Linked DNA regions of Mus musculus: regions 1 and 3 are each linked to region 2. A link is a contact called in public Hi-C data. All regions are on one chromosome and are shown on one strand. The core of a region is the stretch at or near the end of the contact, and the rest is flanking DNA. Distances in the headings are between cores, read along the strand shown. Region 1 overlaps Efcab11 (EF-hand calcium binding domain 11). Region 2 holds the start of 4930474N09Rik (RIKEN cDNA 4930474N09 gene). Region 3 overlaps Efcab11 (EF-hand calcium binding domain 11).

Region 1 (5,010 bases), core at 2,032-4,531, 630 kb after region 2:
TTTACTTCCAAAGAAATGTAGCCGGGCTGTGGTGGTGCATGCCTTTAGTCTCAGCCCTTGGGAGGCAGATGCCAGCAGATCTGTGAGTTCAAGGCCAGCCTGATCTATAAAGCGAGTTCCAGGACAGCCAGAGCTACATAGAGAAACCCAGTCTTGAAAAATAAATAAATAAAGTGGGTGGCTTTGTGTTGCTCTTGCTGAAACTTTCTTCATCACTGGCCATCTCCCTACAGGACATACTATACAACAGGGGAAACTGCAGAATTAAGCAGCGCACTCTAACAGTAACTTTAGAGAAAACAGACCATGACGCAATTCGAAAGCAAACGTAAAGCAGAGCATGTGGCTCATACCTATAATCCTAGCACATAGGAGTTAGACACAGGAGGATCAGGAGTTCAAGGCCAGCGTGGTACACATGAGACCCTGTTTAAAGATATAAAACTAACAAAAGCCACATGCGACCTTGCTCTGGCACTGGGGATGTTCTCTTCCTTGCCAACCTTGGAAGCTCCTCACCCTCAGTAGGCTGTCCTCCAGCTTATTCTTGAATTTCTTTCAGGCAAAAGACTATGCAACATTTCAATGTGAAATAAAACTTCGGCAGGCACTAGGGCTCCACGCTCCTCCCAGTAGCCTCACCTGCTGGAAGAGGTGGTGAACAGCCTGTGGCTGCTTTCCATTTCTCTGTCTTTCCTTCCATTCAGACCATTTTCCTCTCTCTGAGGAATGGGAGTTCTTCTGTCCCAGCCACCCGAAATCCCCCTGCACATGACAGGTGTTTGTGGGCAAGGATGCACATGCGCCCATTTCTGCTATTGTTTCTGTGAGTCTCAATGAATATGGCTGGGTGCAGAAAAAGGACCTAGGGTATAAATTTCTAAATGTTAAATACTATGCCTGCTTTTGAAATATTTCTGAAGATGCCTACAGAGCCGTGTGTTAGACAAGTAAACACTATTACCATTTCACAAATTTCAAAGAATCCCTTTTCATGAATTTCACACATCTTTAGTCCTAGGTAAGACATGAAAAACAAGACCATCAAACTTCTCCTTAACTAATTCCCATACTGCATGATTTCATTCTACTGCTGAAGTCTAGTTTCAAAGGTTACTCAATACATACAGTGGCGAACAGTTTGTTTGTTGGTAACTTGTTCCAAATACTGTGTAGAAAATTTCTGTCACTGCACCCTGCCTCACCCCACTTAGCTAATTTTGAGTGTTCTCGACTTCCAGCTTCAAAAGCCATCGTCATGACCCAGGAAACTGTCAGTGGAAAGGCAACTAAGAATGCCAAGGATGGGACTGATTGTGGGGACATTGTGGAGCCTCCTGAATGACCCCACTATTCTCTCTAAAGCAACTCCTTTCCTGTCTATTTCCTCCCTGCCTGGCACAGGGTATTGAAATGTAGTGTCTTACTCATGCTAGGCCACTATTCCACCACCGAGCAATCTGCCCACCTTTCTTTACTTTGAGACAGCATGTCACTAAATTGTCCAGGCTGAACTTGAACTTCTAACCGTACTACCATAGCCTCGAAAGTAGGCTGGAACACAGGCCTGTACCACCTGATACCCATTTTCTTTAACATTTTACAAGGAGTCACATGACTGAAACTCTCAAGTCTGCTGCTGCTGGCAGTGTTAGGGGCATCCTTAGAACCCAGGGGGCCTTGGCCTATTCTTGCCTCCAGGATTTCTGTGATTCTGGAGGTAGATGGCACCCAAAAGCTCCAGGGCTGCACTCTGCCACTAAGCAGAGATGCCACATGCCCTACCTGGGACTACTGTTCAAATTATTAGGCACCCTTGCCCTAACCATCGACTTAGAGGTGTCTCACACTAGAGAGAACCCAGAAATTCTGGCCCTTGAGCAGAACAACACTCTTAACCCGGGTTGATGAGATTGTGAGTGGAGGCCTAGAGCTGCTGCAGGCACCGTGACAGCCTCGGGGGGAGTTGGTCCAAGATCACAGTGAGGCTAAGGCTGAAAGAAGGAAGCCCGGTGGAATTACAGCCAAAGCTAGTCTGGACGATTCAGCAGACAGAGCCAACAGACGCCTTTTCTCACTTAAGGTGAATAAAGTTAAACTGACCACATGTTATACTCAGGAAGGTGACAAGCTGGCTCAAAATTGCATCAAGTTCATATAGGTCACATTGGACAGAGCCACTTTTGAAAGCAGGTGTTGTTAGAGAATGACGGGTGAACCATCCAGTAGTCTGATGGGGACAGAGGCATGGAGAAAGGGAAGGGGCACCTAATTTGAAAAGGAAGGTTCTTCAAAATGTTATCCAGGCTACAATTCTGCCAGGCTGTTAGTAGACTTGAGTTTCAAAAGAGATGGAGTTTTCAATCATAGAAGTTCATTCGTGGTGTAAGTGATAATCAGAAATATATCTAAAATAGAACATACCCCAAATGGCATGGTGGGATAATGGCCCCTTCTGGTCTCCCTCAGATCTCAACCACCCGCACGAAGATCCTGTAGCTCTCAACCCCAGCTAATCCAATGGTCAGGGCCACACAGTATAAACCGTCTCTCTGGTTTAAGATTCTTAAGATCAAGTCCCACACGCTGGGGATAAAACCCTTGTGGTGGTCTAGGAGGCCTACAGGACAGCTGTGTCTGTCTTCTCAGGGTCTCCCTCCTGTAGACAGTATCTCCTCTTCCAAGTCTTCCTAGCAATTCCCTGAAGGCACAGGAGGGTGCTTCCCCCCAGAGTCTCACACACAACTCAAGTCTCTTGAGAAGCCTGCCCCAGGCTCAGTTCATTGTTCCCACTATTTCTCCAAGCCTTATCCAGGTCTCTGCTACACCACGGCACCCTAGAGAAGGCACACTGACCTCAGGTTCCCTGGTTTGCTCACTCACAATTGGCTCTGGAGGCTGGCAGGTAGAGACCACCCATAATGATTCTCACCCCAGGTCAATTTTCCCCCTGGGCTGTGAACTTAAGTGTGAAGTGGGGAATCTGATCTACTTGCTTTCATCACCAATTTGTGGGGTTGAATTGCTCAACAATCCCTAGAATTTTCCTCTATTTGGTTCCTTGCCTCAGCCTTCTCCTTCAGGCCAGCACCTGTGTCTTTGACAGACAATGTCTCCCTTACCTTTGATGCTCTGTGACTTATGTAGAACTCAGGGCAATACCCAGTCCTCTAGAGGCCTCCCCACTACCGGGAGTCCAGACTGCTGCCAGCACAATGATGCTGCCATGGGGCATTTTCTGAGACCTAAAGGGCCATAAACAACACAAAGGAGGAAGTGGTGACTGGCAGAGCTGGCTGGGGACTCTCAAGGCAGCAGGCTCCCTGTCAGTGTTTTCGGCCAACAGCTCTGTGACTGTGGCTTCTAAAGAACTTCCCCTGCATGGCCTGGTTTGTTTTGAGATGGGATCTCACTATCTGGCCCGAGCTGGCTCCAAACTTGTGATCTGTGCCTCGTTCACATTATTCTTTGATTCTCTCTGTGCTTGCATGACTCAATAAGCACATGATTAAGCATTTTATTTAAATAATGCACATGTCTCTGGTAGAACCTGAGGAACTGTTTATTTATGTGTTTGTATGAAACAGTTAAATCAAAATACTAACATTGAGACTAGCTCCACTGAGGAACGAGAGCCTGGACAGGTTGGAGAAAGGGAAGAAGTGGCAGGTATCTTCAATGATGCTCTGTAATTCTAGGGACCTCTGAGGGAGGAGGACACCCCACCCCCTAAGGCTGATCCTGGTTCAGAAAAGCAGAGAAAAGTGTCCTGTTCCACCCCCCCCATTCTTTCTTTAACACTGTTAGAATCCACAGGTTTAAAGTTAGTCACACAAAGGCTTAAAAGTTGTCCCGTGGACTAGCCTGGGAAGGAACTTAAGCTACCACTTAGAGTCAACCTCCCAAACATCCAGAAAGCAACCCATTCTTCGCTAGAGGTTCTACTTCCTTTGTTTCTACCAAGTGGGAAAAATTTGAACCAGCCTGTAGTAAGCGTGCTATAGCATTTATAAGCGTACCTCAAGATAAACCAGGCCACACAGTTAAAGCCACACTCCTGAACAAGCTGGAGCTGGGAGCTCCCCCAGCTCACCCCAGCACTGAGTGAGCTGCCAGCCTGGGGCATCCGGGGAGGCTGGGTCCTGTCACCCTCCACGGCACCTCCTTGTTCCAAGTGTTCACATGAAAGTTGACATTTGCTTATTTTTTTCTGTAGCCAAGGAAAGGCGAACCTGCAAGCCAGGGCTAACTACTCTTCGTCCCCAGCCTTTGAAGCCCATTTCATTTAAGTAATTGGCTTCCCTCACAGGGACCAATTAGAAACCAGGAGGAAAACGGGATTCAGACCTTTCACTAGCCTCTCCGAGACTGAAACCCGGATAGAGCCTGGCTGCTTCTTTACAGAAACAAACATGTGCACATTAGGTCTCATTAAGTCATATGCTAAGGAGATGTAAATATGACCAGTGACATTAAAATATCTCCACGGTCCCTTCCCTCACTGCCACGCTTCGGAGTGTTCAATTCAGCTTGGCGAGGAATATGACCCACCAGACACCAGAGATTCCACTTTGCTTGGAGGGAAGCAATGGAATATAGTCTTTAAAAAGGGTAGCCAGGAAGATCCAAGTGGCTGCCAGAGTGGTCCCCTCCTGCCGTTTTACTCTCTAACTTCTCGTCACTACTGTGACTTCCATGAGGCTTGCATTATACTCCTAGGGTTAAATGGCCTGGGCCTGGCATGGTTAAAAGCATGAGTTTTAGCATCTAAGTCTGTGCGCTGTCTAAGAGACCATGAAGAGTCACTCCAGCGCTCTCTGAGTCCCTGCCTCTTCAACACACATGGGGGCGGTGGTAACGGCCATGACCAGGTGCTGCAAAGAGTAGGTAAAACTCAGAGAACATCTTATCTAGTATGTTGTATGACAACATCATGGTAGGACAATTCACGGAGAACCTAGTGCCTTTACTTGCAAGGCCAGCCTTGCGGAGCAGCAAGCAATCACCCCT
Region 2 (4,441 bases), core at 407-2,906:
AGTCCCCATTTGCTCAGTTGAGATGGTGCCTGTTACTTGTCAACAATTCCAGCTGGTATGGAAGGATCACCATCAAAGCTTTCTTATATATATATATAAAACAAACAAACAAAAAACCTGTTTTTAAACATATATTTAGTGTGTTTTCATGTACCATGGCACACATAGAGATCAGAGGACAAATAACAAGACTTGAGACTCTGATTCCACAGTTTTCTGGGTGTCAAACTTAGGTCATTGGGCTTGGTGCTCTGTTGCCTCTTTTTTCTCTCTCCCATTTGACAGCCATTTCCTGACTCACGATGACATGCAAAGGACCATCTCGGGCCCTGGAGGAGCAACAGTGACTGGGGTACAGTCCCAGCCTTCAGAACCTATTGCCCCGTGAGCCTCTGCTTCTGTCTGTTAGTCTAGGAAGCCTACACTGAGAGATTGCATGACTTTTCCAGGGTCATAGATTCTTGCGCAGAGCCAAGGAAAGAGGCCCAGCAGAGATGCCTCTATGGAGAACATGACATCCCCATTGGAGTCCACGGCTGATGGATGAGGGCAGAACGCAGCCACACGTCTTCAGGGTTGCCTCTACCCTTTGGAATCCAATAATGTCTGAGAGAATAAATAGGTTCCATAAGGGCTTCAAGGAGCTCACATGAATGATATGGCCGGAATGAGTTAATACAGGGTGAGTTAAAAAGGCTCACATCCCTAACCTTTAGAAATTGACTTCAGCAGAGGCAACTACTGAGTTCTTCCCAGAAAGCATCTCTCCACCACGACTGCCAGAAACAGAATAAAGGGACAGACCCAACTTTGTTCTGTTCTCATTCAGTATGTCTTATTTCAAAGGTTTTGGTGTCTCTGCCTCCCCTCAAGAAACAGGAACCAAGCGCCTCAGAATTTATAATCCAGAATTTATAATCCAGGGACTGACTCCCTCACAGGATAGAAAGGTTAACAGAGGAGAAGGAGATCCGTTCCCGAGGTGAGCACAGAAATCCCCTACTTGGCTCTTTCTTGTAGCTCTGGAAGAAACACCTATAGTTGGGAGAAGAACAAAGGGGGGAGTAGTCACAGCGCAAAGGCATACAACAAACTGCCCTTCCATCACCATGGTAACACCACCAGCCCCAGGGAAACCAGGAGGAAGCTGCTACCCCCACCCCTGCCAAGTTCTGCTTCACAATCTGAGTGGCCGCTTTTAGGTAAAAGGAAAAACTGGAGATAGAGCTGCCCAAATTCTCAGGCTCACTTCCGTCCCGAGCCACGCCCTCTCGCTTCCCGAAGTGTCACGTGATCTGGAGACGCTCTTGTCTCTTCTCCAGATTCTCCCATTATCATCCCCTCCACAGAGGTGTTCTACTTCCTCCCAGATGTCAGCTGCAGTGACTTACATTTTAACCCTGGTGCCCCGTGGACTGTCTGAACTAGATGGAACCCCAAGCTAAAGGAAGGCAGGGAAGCCTGACACGTTTCACGATCTGCCAAGGCTCTTCATTGTGTCTGTGGAGAGCTGTGTCCAGATCACAGCTTCCTGGCCTATCACAATCTGCTTCATTATGATCTGAACATTCTAGAAAGCATGTGCCTCCCATAGTTACATTCCAGACCGAGCCTCCTCCGGGGTGTTTCTCTGGTCTTCTTTCCTTGAGGCAGGCAAGATTCGAGGTTTCTTAGCAACCCAGGAGTCTACTTGGCTCAGGCTATGCACTCTCCATTCTAACAATGCAGCTAGAATCCCAGGACCCTGCATGGAGTTGCATATACACCCTACTTCAAACAATGGAATGAGTTCTTCTCCCTTAATGTGTCCCCTGCCATTCATTTTCCTCCCCAGAAGAAAAATCTGTCCCATTAAACAGTTCCTGCCAGCGTCAGTCAGCTGTCAGTTGTGGAATATGGTACCCGAGATCTTGAAAATCCTAAGGAAGAAAGGTTGATTCTGGCTCACAGTTTCGGCAGCTTCGGTCTGTGCTCCCTCGGCCTTGCTGCTTCGGATCTGTGTCGTTAAGGAGTAGGAAGCCAGAGAAAGGGTCAGAGGAAGAGAGAGGCCACTCCCACATCACAGCTGGATTGTGTCTAGTAACCAAGGCCACCTATCTGTCAAAGCCCTCCATCAAAGCCCTCCATCAAACAAGGCCATGTGTTTGGGGTTATTTCTATCCTACCTGGTGAAATGGTAAGCGGGGAGCGAGGACCAATGAAAGGAGTGTCCCAAGGGGCCATGGCGTTCAGAGACCACTTGGCGGCCTGCCAGCTTCTCGGGGACCCTACCCTCCAGGCTATTCTTCGCCTTTTCTCTCTGCTTCAATAAACACCAGCTTTCACTCTTTCTGAGCCTTCACTTCTTTTGTTCCTGGGAGTTCAATTCTTTGTCAGTCTTTTAGGAAGGACCTGAATCCTAAGCAGCTGTTCCCACGCTCAGGACAGCGTAGCCTTCTGGGGGAACGTGTGGAAGAGGAGGTGTAGTAACATCACTGTGACCCGGGAAGCGAGAGAGAAAGGAGAGCTCTCCAGTTCTCCAGACTCAAGGATCTAACTCCCATAATACACCCTTCAAAGGGAACCAAGTCTCTAGCCTATAAACCCTTAGGGGACACTGAAGATCCCAACATAACACTCCGTTCCTCCTTTCCTACATTTATTTGCCTAGAGCACATACCAGTGCACTTTGTGAAACTGTGCCTTTATCTCTTCTGCACATGTGGATGAAATGATTCGCGTAACCACATTTGCCTGGCTTCTTTCCCTTAGCAAGGTTTGGATTTATCTGCCTGAGGCTGGCATGCCTTGCTTACTCTGATTATCTTTAGTTGTATCCATTTTCCTGAAAACAACACAACGCCGTCCTTCTTTATGACTGAAAAACATCCTACTGCGTACGCATACACCACTCTTTATCCTGCTGGGTTGGGTCTGCAACGTATCTGTTGTGGTTAGTGCTTCAATAAACATCGATGCGCAAGCATCCCTGGGATGTGCTAAGCTGGACTCCACTGAGTAAAGACCCAGGAGTGGTCCAGCTGGGCCATATGATAGAGCTAGCTTTAGTTCTTGCGGCAAGTCTGTCTTGGTGTCCCTAGTGGCAGGACATTCCCACCTTCATTGAACAAGTGCCCTTGAGTGCATGTCCTCGCTAGAGTTTGTTGCTTGCTTTGTTGATGTGCTCTCATTTAGTAGCTGGAGTGGAGAAGATGCGGTTGGAGGGAAACCTCACATGAGGTTTTCAAGTATGGACTTTCTAGGTAACACTTAGAGGTTTGAGGGGCAGAGTCTCAGGATTGAAGACCCACAACATGAGGCACTCAGGATACTATAAGAGTATTGATTCCTTCCAGGGCTTCAAGCCCCATCTCCAATGTCTTTTCATGTTAGAAACAGAAGGCAGCCTTTTATTGAGTACAGGTCTATCCACTGGCAAGGGAAACATATAGGACCGTAAACATTGCCAAAACAGGAAAGCACCTATGTAGCAGGCCCAAGGCCAACGTGAAGCAAGAGCACTTGGCATCTTTAACTCCTCTTATAGCACCTGCCTACAAGGTGTTGCTGTGCAAGGCAGGTGTTGCTGTGTCAACCCCCAAACTCCTGGGAGGGGGACAGGGGTGTCTCATCCGATACCGATTGCCTGTCATTGTGCACAGAAAGGAGCCTGTTGCTCCTCCTGACCCTTGAGCTGCCTTCTACTCCAGTCTATTACTATTGAGGACAGCAAGGCTACAGATGCTCAGCCCAATAGACTGCCAAGAGGCTCCTTACCAGCCCTAGGATCTTATGCAGTGAAGATGAGGTAGAACCGGGCCACATGCAAGAGCCAGGCTGATGCTTTCAGCACATTCCCTCCCTTCTCAGAATGGTGGTCTTTCTTACCAATGCAATGTGGTCCCTGCTGCTCTGTGGTAAACTCCATAGACCTTAGTTTTGGATTTCCCAATACCCCTGACACTGAGGTTCACTAGGGGTGTAGACCAACTCCTATTTACCTTCTTTTCCTTCCTTCCTTCCTTTTTCTTCTTTCTTTCTTTCTTTCTTTCTTTCTTTCTTTCTTTCTTTCTTTCTTTCTTTTTCTTTTTTTTTTTTGAGACAGGTTTTCTCTGTATAACCCTGGGCGTCTTGGAACTCTGTAGAACACCCTGGCCTTGAACTCACAAAGATCCATCTGCCTCTGCCTCCCGAGTGCTAGGATCAAGGGTGTGCACTGCCACCACCTGGCTCCCTTTCATTTCTTAAATAGTTATCATTTAATTTGACTATTAAGTTACTTCTTATAATATTTTTAAAAGACACAGGGAAGTGTAATGTAAGATTAAGAATGGCTGTTACACTGGATGCTCTTCCAGAGGTCCTGAGTTCAATTCCCAGCAACCACATGGTGGCTCCCAACAATCTATAATGAGATCTAATGTCCTCTTCTGGTATGCATTCATATATAAATAAATTTAAA
Region 3 (4,776 bases), core at 2,250-4,749, 670 kb after region 2:
AATGCAGCAAAGCTATTTCAAGACAATTTCTATGAACAACACTAGAACCTTCCTCCAGACCCAAGTGGGCAAGCTACTCCTTCCAGTGTGGTCTAACCACAGCCACTTATAAGAATCAACTCCATTAGGCTGAGAGACAGCTCTGTGGTGAAGAACACTGGATGCCTTTGCTGAAGAGCTGGGTTTGGTTCCCAGCACCCACAACTTAACAGTTTACAACTGCTTGTAAATTCTAGTTCCAGAGGGGAACTGGTGCCCTCTTTTGGCTTCTGTAGTCACTGCAACACATACAGGTTACAGATTTACATACGGGTAAAACCATACACATAAAAGCTTTTTTAAAAAAGAGAATCAAATCCTGATCATAGCCAGACACTATTAACCTAGACAAAATTTTGGCAGGAAAAGTAATGGTGGTCAGGAAGTCCCACCCTTGGCTGAGGAGTTATTGGCAATTTGTGGCTGCTGAGAAAGAAGAGTCAATTTTCTTCAGGATGCAGCCTGAGAGGCTACCCGTGCTCCAGTAAATGACCCTATACATGGTGGTGGTGGTGGTGGGGAGGCGGAGATAGGGCCCGGAGGGGGAGAGGGAGGGGGAGAAGGAGAACACGTGACACTGGTAGGGGATCATGGTAGGAGGGATAGAGTAAGAGTTGGTGAATGTAAGATATAAACGGTAACAGTTTATCCTCGGTGTGAGGTGTGCTTAGAGTTCAACAAAGAGTTACAGATGAGCAGGAGCCACTTAGAGCCCTCTCTCCCCCAGCTGGTGACATGCTTGTCTTAGAACTCTGAGAGTGGGAGAAATACACACATAATCCCATGATGACAAAAGGGGGCAGGCAGGCCCACGCCTCACATTATTCATTTGATAAGGCTTTGTGTCCTAAACTAACAGGATGGGGGATTTGGGAAGAGAACTACTCTAGACTGTGAATCTTTAGTCTCTTGAATTTGTTATTATAGAGTGAAGATTGTATTTCCCAGAAGGGGAGGGAAGAGGTTAATTTGAACAAGCTGCAGTATATGGGTGCATCCAAATTTCAAACAACAACAACAACAACGGAAGTTCACCCTGAATGGTGATGGGTGAGAATTTCACAGCGAGGACTCCCATGCCGCAGCTTCGCTTCGGGATTTAGTAGATATGGAGAGGAAACACGTCCAGATAGCCCAGGGGGAGCAAAGCGTTGGCCTTAGCTTGTGAAGGCAGAGCTGGGAACAGTTCAGTATCTTTGGGGCTGGGGCTGAAGGAGACTGACTGCACCTGAGTTCTCAGGCTTTGGCTCTTGGTAGTCAGTCATAGCAATAGCAGTTACACCACCAAGACCACAGTCCCTGCCAACTGAGTCCCTATCCCATAAGTCCTTTATGTGAATTCTCCCCCACTCCCCAACAATACATTAGTCTTTTTTTTCTTTAATTGGATATTTTATTTATTTACATTTCTTTTTTTATTAGATATTTTCTTTTTTACATTTCGAATGTTATCCCCTTTCCTGGTTTCCCCTCCGAAAATCCCATATCCTCTTCCCCTCTCCCCCTGCTCACCAACCCACCCACTCCCGTTTCTTGGTCCTGGCATTTCCCTACACTGGGGCATCGAGCCTTCACAGGACCAAGGGCCTCTCCTCCCACTGATGACCGACTAGGCCATCCTCTGCTACATATGCAACTGGAACCATGGGTCACTCCATGTGTTTTCTTTGGTTGGTGGTTTAGTCCCAGGGAGCTCTGGGGATACTGGTTAGCTCATATTGTTGTTCCTCTTATGGGGCTGCAAACCCCTTTAGTTCCTTGGTCTTTTCTCTAGCTCCTTCCTTAGGCTCAGTCTAATAGTAGGCTGTGAGGATCCACCTCTGTATTCGTCAGGCACTGGTAGAGCCTCTCAGGAGGCAGCTCTAACAGGCTTCTGTCGGCAAGCACTTGTTGGCATCCACATCTTAGAGTTACTCACTGCACTGATGGGGGAAACTAAGACAAGCTGAGGTTCTTTTAAAAGGTCTCCCCTAATAAGCAAGACCAAGGATGTAGACCCAGTTATTTTAGAACATGCTTTTTTAACCAAAGGAATGCCCAAAGCCCCCCAAAAGGCAGGGAGTAACCAACACACAATTAGTAGGCACAATATCTCCTCAGAACCAAATGAGATACGACTAGAGTAAAGTTATTTTGCTTAAAAGAATAAGAAAGTCTGGGCATGGTGGCGCAACCTATGAGTGGAAGCATGAAGATCTCAGGGCCTCCAGGCTAGCCTGGGCTATATCTAAGTCCTGGGCTAGCCTGGGCTATAACTAAGTCCCTGACTCAAGCAGAAGATGAAAGATTTAAGAAAGAAGAAAGAATAACTAGAATTCCTTTACTTGTGTTATGGTAGATTCTTGAACTTTATGAGCCTTTAAAAAAACCAAAGGACTCCTAGTCTTTCAGATCTGCCATGTCTACCTACCAGTCACTAAGGATGTTCAGATAATTCAAGAGAGTAGAGAAACAGAAGTCGCTTATGAAAAATTCTCCAGCAGCCAGAGCAGTGGTGGCGCACGCCTTTAATCCTAGCACTTGGGAGGCAGAGGCAGGTGGATTTCTGAGTTTGAGGCCAGCCTGGTCTACAAAGTGAGTTCCAGGACAGCCAGGGCTACACAGAGAAACCCTGTCTCGAAAAACCAATAAATAAATAAATAAATAAATAAATAAATAAATAAATAAATAAATAAATAAATAAAAATAAAAGATTCTCCAGAAGCTTTTATGGGGGGACAGGGAAAAGTTTTACTCAAAATGTGAAGTGACTCAGGTGGACACTCTGGGGGTCTCAGGATGTAACGTTCCGTAAGCTTTCCTGGCTTCTCCTCAAAGGCTTGCCTTGCTCTCCTCATTGGAACGTCTATACATTAATACAAGTTTTTCTTTTTTACATGACCTATTTTTCCAAAGGGACTGAGAGGGGGAAATTATAAATGCATGTTTAAAGCCACACTCATATTTAAATTCTCCCTATTTCTGTCATGCATTTTTTAGTACTTTCTATGTGCGATGAAAGATAAGGACGTGCATGCATGATTAATTGTAATGATGGGAGAACGCGAGGCAGTTGCTTAAGAAACGCGCACAACAAAGGAATAAACTACTGCAGACATCACCAGGACTGGAATGACACTACTCTGTGTACTCCGTTGCCATGGCAACGAGCAATGGGAAGATGAATGTTTCCTCGTCACTCTGCTCTGCAGTTCACGTCTATAAATCAAACTTGCATAAAGAACACAAGATTTCTGCTTCGGACTGTACTCAGGGTGGGTTTATTTTCCTGTTCCTGTATAATTATGGAGAAGCAGCAGAAAACAATGAGGTCATTTTTAGTGGGGAACAAACTCAGAAATTACTAATACACCTGCGGCATACAATGCCATTCATCTAGCGAGAAACAAGAAGCAGGCGAGCCAACCGGCAAATGAAAGCCTGTCTGCTTCCTGGGCACAGCCATGCCACCGCTCCTTGGCTCTGGCTGAGAACTGCACATTCAGAGCCTGGTGTGCCCTGCCTTCCCTAGCCGGGCTCTGCCATGGATACAGCAGCTCCTTAATTACCTGCCTCAGGAGCAGGCCGGGTTTGCATTGTGCAATTGTGCAGGAATGCATTCCATATTTAGTATGGACGTTTACTGAGGCGGAACAAGGTACAGTTGTTTTTATTTACATGGAAAATGGCTCACTGTGTCAAAGTCAGGGAGGAAAATAACACAGTATCGTGGAATTGGAAGTCAGTTGATCCCAGTTAGGATCCGACCTACGTGACCTTGGGTAGACACAAGCGTTAGTTCAGGCTCCATTTTCTGAGCTGTGCAAAGGGATGTTGTAGATGATTCCTGAGCATCTCCATTATTCAAGTCCAAGGCACTGTAAAGGCCAAATCTCAAAGACCTGATCATGGCAAAGCCGTTAGCTGTGCTAGTTCTTAAAGAGGGTACACTTGGCTCTGGTGTTTTTAACTTCTCTATTAGCAAACGCTTCACCATCAGGTGTTTCACGGTTATCATTGGACAGAAACCTTCTGAGCCAAAACACAGAAAATGTACTAAAACTCTCAGTTCAACTAAATGACAGATACTCCTATAACCTACGTTTATAAATTTATAATACATTTAAATCTAGGCAACAGGACCATTTATTAATTTCGACATGGTGGGAGGATCTTGCAGCTTCTGTAAGATTTTTTTCTGGGGAGTGGTCACTGAGGTTGACCTCAAGGCCTGACACATGCCAGCAAGCAATCTACCACCGAGCTACATCCTCACCCAGCATCCGGCTTCTTTAAACCCACAGACTCTGATGTGTTCAGGCTCTCCTAGAGTACATCTTTGTAAGCCCAAGACCCAGCACGGCCTGATAAAATTTTGTAGAATAACTCAGTACCTAAACAAACTCTTGGTACCACCTTTTTGTCCCTTGTAGCAAATGGGCACTTCCTTTTCCACCCTTAAACAGCTTCATATAGACATACAGAAGCCATCCCTGTGGGTGACAGGAAAATGTCTGGAACCAAGATAAAACAACGGTAGTATCTTTTGGGTAAATCTAACAGTTTTATGGAACTTTTTGACCTTAAAAAATCACTTTGGGGGTGTAGAGCATAAGGGGTCCCTAGAAATGAGGAAGGTCTCCTGTCCCTTGCTAAGTCTTCAGGGTTTTTGCTACCGGTACCAAAGGAACTAAGTCTGTGCACACAGCCACGGAAGCATTAAGGTGGACAAAAGCAAAGGTGCACCTGGCCTTATGT

What was found. A called contact is a pair of places that touch in the nucleus more often than the background predicts.
Region 1: a contact with region 2 is called in a Hi-C map of bone marrow-derived macrophages, with 16 read pairs. The contact joins the enhancer-like site here to the promoter of 4930474N09Rik in region 2. A contact is called at or near these places in 1 of 39 promoter capture datasets (liver), 1 of 15 datasets of contacts at CTCF or cohesin (large pre-B cells), 2 of 484 Hi-C or Micro-C datasets (bone marrow-derived macrophages and embryonic stem cells), 1 of 115 datasets of contacts at active chromatin or transcription factors (embryonic stem cells) and 1 of 9 other capture datasets (embryonic stem cells).
Region 3: a contact with region 2 is called in a Hi-C map of cortical neurons, with 2.0 times the contacts expected there. The contact joins the enhancer-like site here to the promoter of 4930474N09Rik in region 2. A contact is called at or near these places in 1 of 15 datasets of contacts at CTCF or cohesin (large pre-B cells), 12 of 484 Hi-C or Micro-C datasets (bone marrow-derived macrophages, cortical neurons, embryonic stem cells and 1 more), 3 of 115 datasets of contacts at active chromatin or transcription factors (differentiating embryonic stem cells, embryonic basal ganglia and stem cell-derived neural progenitor cells) and 1 of 9 other capture datasets (embryonic stem cells).

Annotation. Positions count from the first base shown.
Region 1 is chr12:99,786,475-99,791,484 of GRCm38.p6, forward strand. All of the region lies in intron 5 of Efcab11 (EF-hand calcium binding domain 11), which reads right to left. Among named protein-coding and RNA genes, the nearest start is that of Efcab11, 94 kb to the right of the region's middle. Within about 2 kb of position 3,282, at least 98 of the 459 cell types and tissues checked have an H3K27ac peak or open chromatin away from gene starts, as enhancers often do. A contact at or near this core is called in bone marrow-derived macrophages, where this site is marked.
Region 2 is chr12:99,161,152-99,165,592 of GRCm38.p6, forward strand. 4930474N09Rik (RIKEN cDNA 4930474N09 gene) reads right to left here and starts at 1,657. Exons shown (of 2, transcript NR_038130.1): 1 at 1,392-1,657; 2 at 126-1,035.
Region 3 is chr12:99,833,427-99,838,202 of GRCm38.p6, forward strand. All of the region lies in intron 5 of Efcab11 (EF-hand calcium binding domain 11), which reads right to left. Among named protein-coding and RNA genes, the nearest start is that of Efcab11, 48 kb to the right of the region's middle. Within about 2 kb of position 3,500, at least 59 of the 459 cell types and tissues checked have an H3K27ac peak or open chromatin away from gene starts, as enhancers often do. A contact at or near this core is called in cortical neurons and embryonic basal ganglia, where this site is marked.